Linked DNA regions of Macaca mulatta: region 2 is linked to region 1. Evidence: chromatin contacts called from public Hi-C data. All regions are on one chromosome and are shown on one strand. The core of a region is the stretch at or near the end of the contact, and the rest is flanking DNA. Distances in the headings are between cores, read along the strand shown.

The links. A called contact is a pair of places that touch in the nucleus more often than the background predicts.
Region 2: a contact with region 1 is called in a Hi-C map of liver, with 2.8 times the contacts expected there. The contact joins the promoter of ESYT2 here to the promoter of NCAPG2 in region 1. A contact is called at or near these places in 2 of 14 Hi-C or Micro-C datasets (blood and liver).

The regions. Positions count from the first base shown.
Region 1 is chr3:198,134,414-198,137,113 of T2T-MMU8v2.0, reverse strand. NCAPG2 (non-SMC condensin II complex subunit G2) reads left to right here and starts at 1,389. Exons shown (of 28, transcript NM_001258148.1): 1 at 1,389-1,408.
Region 2 is chr3:198,262,091-198,264,795 of T2T-MMU8v2.0, reverse strand. ESYT2 (extended synaptotagmin 2) reads left to right here and starts at 1,292. Exons shown (of 23, transcript XM_015135385.3): 1 at 1,292-1,768. The coding sequence starts at 1,295. DYNC2I1 (dynein 2 intermediate chain 1) reads right to left here and starts at 2,422. Exons shown (of 25, transcript XM_077997833.1): 1 at 2,250-2,422.

The DNA of each region.
Region 1 (2,700 bases), core at 140-2,639:
AAGCAGTGAGAAGAAGGTGAGGGCACCAAAATTCAAGAAACTGCAGGGAAGGAGATGTCTGTGTATGGAGGGAAGAGGTCAGAGGTGGCTGGAGCTCCAGGATGAAATAGGCGATGTTAGATATCGGCCACCTGTTGACAAGGGTCCGAAACTCGGCATGCTCTGAGTGGGTCTTCTCCCTCCCCTCTGCAGCCTGCCTTGCTTCACTGTTGCAAGCTTCCCAGTAAACCACTCTTCTCCCTGCTATAATTTTATATTGCTTGTTGAAACGATATTCCAACAAGTAATATAAATATTTTTGATACACTAGCCTAAATAAAACATATTTAAAAATCAATGTCACCTATTTATTTTTTTCTAATGTGGTCACTAGAAATTTACAATTGCACTGTGGCTCCCATGATGTTCCTACTGGGTGGTGCTGTGCTCCCACAGTGCAACGACTTCAATCTCGCCGAGACCTCTGGTTTGAGTTCAGCCAGGAAAACAGATACCACTCTAGACATCTCAAGCATGAAAGAACATAGCACCATGGAAGGCCAAATCCTCACGAAGGGATGCAGAGCTCGGTGGTAAAGAGCACCATTTTCTAAGAATTTGCTTTCAACAAAAATTGGGAACGCCCAATGAAGTTATTCGCTGACACAAATTAAAAGAGATTGATAGATCAGTATGTGCCTTTGGCATTTAAGTCCGAAGAATTAAATGACATTGCTACTCCTCCTTCACACGGGTGCCTTCGAGGGTCCCCGCTAAGGCCTCTCGCTCTCCACCCTATGGGCAGCCTACCTGCCGGGGGTGGGGGGGTGGGAGTTCTGCGGGGGAAGCACCTGCCCAGGGCGCACCTACTGGGTGCAGGCCGGACAGGTGACCCCTTGGCAGGGAGGGCGGTCACGGTAGCCGGCCAGGCCGGGGTGGGGTCCTCCCGGGGATCCAGACACGGCCCTGTGGCCTCTCCCCGCCCCAAACCTTTCCTTCCTCTCCCCGTCTCTCCCTTCCTCTCCTTCCTCCTTCCCCCAACACCGCCCGCTCCCAGCGCCCCGCCCTCTCCTGGACCGCGCACTCCCTCCGCGGAGGCCCCAGGACGCGCACAAGCTCGCAGTGGACGTCGGCGCGCGCACCGTGCATGGGTTCCCCAGCTGTGGCGCCGCGCGTGCGCGTTCCGTGGTGCCCGGTAGGGCACTGGGAGGCGGGGCATAGACAGGAGGAAGACCGGCGGGCATGTGGGCGGGGCATGATCTGGAGGCGGGGCGGAACGGGCGTGTGGGTGGGGCCCGAGGATCGCGGCGCCCCAGCTCTCGCGAGAGCGGCGCTGGGTGACGACCGGGAGGGCGGGGCCCGTCTGGGGCGCCGGCGGGTGCGTTTGAATCTGGTCCGAGCGCGGGAAACGGCGGGTCCCCGAGCCCAGGTGAGAGCTGCGGTGCGGAGCCGGGATTGGGTTCAGAGCAGAGGCTGGGAGGTAGCAGGGATCGGGCGGAAGCCCCTCCTCGGCTGGTCGGGGTCTCGGCCTCCACTTCCCTAAGTGGGCTGCCGACCAGCGCGCGGGCAGTGCTGCGTCTGACGGGACCGGACGGAAGAGGCGACCCCGGGCCATCCCCCCTTCCCAGCTCAGCGACGCCCGTCCTTCCTGTCCGTGTCGGAGGAAAATCCCAGCCCCGGGCGCGGGCACTGCCCTCAGAGAGAGTCCCCTCAGCCCCAGGCGCGGGCACGCCCTCAGAGAACGAACCCCCAGCCCTGAGCATGGGCACTGCCCTCAGAGAGTGTCCCCTCCGTCCTGGGCATGGGCACTGCCCTCAGAGAGGGTCCCCTCAGCCCCGGGTGCGGGCACTGTCCTCAGAGAGCGACCCCCCAGCCCTGAGCATGGGCACTGCCCTCAGAGAGTGTCCCCTCCGTCCTGGGCATGGACACTACCCTCAGAGAGAGTCCCCTCAGTCCTGGGTGTCGGTACTGCCCTCAGAGAGAGTCCCCTCAGCCCCGGGCGCGGGCACGCTCTCAGAGAGTGACCCCTCAGTCCTGGGTGTCGGTACTGCCCTCAGAGAGAGTCCCCTCAGCCCCGGGCGCGGGCACGCTCTCAGAGAGTGACCCGCCAGCCCTGAGCATGGGCACTGCCCTCAGAGAGCGACCCCCCAGCCCTGAGCATCGGCACTGCCCTCAAGAGAGTGTCCCCTCAGTCCTGGGCCTAGGCACTGCCCTCAGAGAGTGACTCCCTCAGTCCTGGGCATGGGCACTGCCCTCAGAGAGTGAGCCTCTCCGTCCTGGGCGTGGACACTGCCCTCAGAGTGTCCCTTCATTCCTGGGCCTGGGCGCTGCCCTCAGAGAGTAAATCCCCTCAGTCCTGGGCCTGGGCACTGCCCTCAGAGAGCCACCCCCTCCGTCCTGGGCATGGACACTGCCCTCAGTGTCCCCTCAGTCCTGGGCCTGGGCACTGCCCTCAGAGAGTAAATCCCCTCAGTCCTGGGCCTGGGCACTGCCCTCAGAGAGCCACCCCCTCAGTCCTGGGCATGGGCAGTGCCCTCAGCGACCCCCTCAGTCCTGGGCATGGGCACTGCCCTCAGACAGTGTCCCCTTAGAGAGAGTCTCCCTGAGCCCTGGATGTAGGCACTTCCCTCAGAGAGTATCTCCCCAGCCATGGACATGGGCATTGTCCTCAGAGACATCAGTCTCCTGAACTCTTGTTGCTGGTTTGGTGCCTCTTGTTGT
Region 2 (2,705 bases), core at 43-2,542, 130 kb before region 1:
ATAATCTCCACATACATATGCACACAAAATTTTGCAGACACAGGAATGAGGGGAGAGAGATTCCCATGAAAAGGTGACCCTGCTTCTTCTGGGCATTTGTTTACTCATTCAGTACCTGCCAGTGCCCTACTCTGTTACAAATTCACTGAAAATTCCCTTGGAATTCACTGAATATGCTCAAAAACAGTCAAGTAGGATGTTCTTTGCTACTGTTTGGCTTGAAGTTTCCTTGAAAGAGATTTCAAAACAAATATAATTATCTCGATTGAACTCACCGGAAAATAAAGTGATCAATAGTCGTGTTTTTGAGTTAACTGAAAAATGATCTCAGGAATCACAGGCAAGGCCCAAAATTAGTCGTCTGAAACAGCTATTAATAGTTGGCCACAGTATTAACACCTTTGGCGAAGCCGCGTGGTGCCCGGGGTGAGTTCCCGGGTGTCAACAGCGTCCCTTGGGCGCTTGCGGTGGTCTTTGCCCGGCACTACCACACCCCTCAGGGAGGGTTTTTGGGATTAAAGGCATCTTAAAGCCAACTGAACTGTGTGAGAGTTGTCAGGCTCACAACGGAGACGTTCGTGTTTAAAACCCTGACAAGCAAGGTGGGAAGGGCCACAGAGGCAGCGTTCTCCCGCCGGAATGCCGGATAACAAGACCATCCCGAGAGACTGCGCAAAAGCCACAACCGTGCACACTGGCTACGCAACCTCACACCGAAGAAATACTGGAGGACTCCCGCCAGCAACGCCCGTCTGACCTCCGGCGGGCGCCCTCGTCACCGGTCCTCGTGGCCGGGGAGTTACCGCAAACAGGGCCGCCGCCCTCTCATCCCCCCGCCACCCCGGATGCGCTCAGCGGCCGCGCACCCCCACGCCTGCCAGCAGCTCCCAGGGCCGGTCAGTCTTCGGGTTTGACGACGGCAACTTCCCGCGCCTCGAAGAGCGCAGCCACGCACCCGGAAGCCGCCTCGGGAGTCCCACGCCGCGGCGCGACGCCGCGCCAGAACCGCCCGCGGGCTCCGAGGCCACCGGCGAGTGGGGAGGGTGCCCTGTGGGGCTGGGGCTCGGAGAGGACGCAGGCGCGCCCGACCCACGCAACAAGCATTCTCCTTCCCGGTCCCGACTCCCGCCAGCCGAGACACAGCGCCCCGCGTGATGACGTCGTGCGCCTGCCCCGCCCACTCCAGTAGTCATCGACCCAGCCCACGGCCCGCCTCGCGCGATGACGTCACATCCACCCCGCCCACTCCCGGTGACGTGCCAGCCTCAGGCCCACGCCGCTCCCGCCCCGCGTGATGACGTCGCCGTCCCGGGAAGAGGCGGGCGTGCGGCGGAGCCGCGTCCCCTCAGAGGGGCGCTGGCGCGGGGCTGAGCCGCCCGGGATCAGCGCGAGCACCCAGCCCGCCTCGGCCGGGAGGGCAGCGCGGCACGGCGGGGCGATGAGCGGCGCCCGGGGCGAGGGCCCGGAGGCGGGCGCCGGCGGGGCTGGGGGCCGCGCGGCGCCTGAGAACCCCGGGGGCGTGCTGAGCTTGGAGCTGCCCGGGCTGCTGGCGCAGCTGGCGCGGAGCTTCGCGCTGCTGCTGCCCGTGTACGCGCTGGGCTACCTGGGGCTCAGCTTCAGCTGGGTGCTGCTGGCGCTCGCCCTGCTCGCCTGGTGCCGCCGCAGCCGCGGCCTCAAGGCCCTGCGCCTGTGCCGCGCGCTGGCGCTGCTGGAGGACGAGGAGCGCGCCGTGCGCCTGGGGGTGCGCGCCTGCGACCTGCCCGCTTGGGTGAGTGCAGACCCCTGCCCGCCCGGACCCCTGGCCCCCGGTCCCGATCCCTCCTCGTTCAGGCAGGCGCTCCCCTTCCCGCGACCTGCCGCCTGGGCGAGTTCGCAGACCTCAGCCCCGCCCCGACTCCCGCCTTCGTAGTCCCCCACCCACCCCGGTCCAGGCAGGCGCTCCCCTGCCCGCGACCTGCCGCCTGGGCGAGTTCGCAGACCCCAGCCCCGCCCCGACTCCCGCCTTCGTAGTCCCCCACCCACCCCGGTCCAGGCAGGCGCTCCCCTCCCGCCTGGGCTACTGCAGACCCCAGCCCCGACCCCCGGCGCTGTTCCTGCGACCTGCCAGCCTAGGTGACTGCAGACCCCGCCCCGACCCCCAGCCCCAACTCCCAGCCTGTCCACGCAGGCGCTCCCCTGCCCGCGACCTGCCCACTCGGGCGAGTGCAGACCCCAGCCCCGCCCCAGCCTCCGGCCCACTCCCTGCGAACCTGTCCGCCTGGGGCCGCCGCCCTCCGCTCCCGCCCGAGTCCTGAGTGCTCCGTGCCTTCCCGCCGTCCGAGTCGGGCGTCCCCGGTCTCCGCTTCCCCGCCCGCCCAGGCTCCGGGTCCTGGGCGCGTCTGCCCTCGCTGTCCCGCGCGGCTTCCTGGAGACTCCTTCTCACAAAGCCCGTTTCCCTCCCCCGGCCTGCGGACCCCGAGCGCCAGCGGCAGGTACCGGGCGTGGCGCCCCCTCTTCGGCCGCGGCGCTGCCGGAGCGCGCGCTTCCTTCTGGTGCCGCCCGCGGGGTCTCCTTAGGGGCCTGAGCGGCCGGTTCGGCTCTCAGAGCGCCCAGCGCGATTCTCGTGCTCCTTCCCAACGCCCTGCCGGCCTGGAAATGCTCCAGGTGGCTTCAGCTTTTCCTTCTCTCGGTTTAAAAAAAATGTAATGACAGCTGGTGGGGGAGAA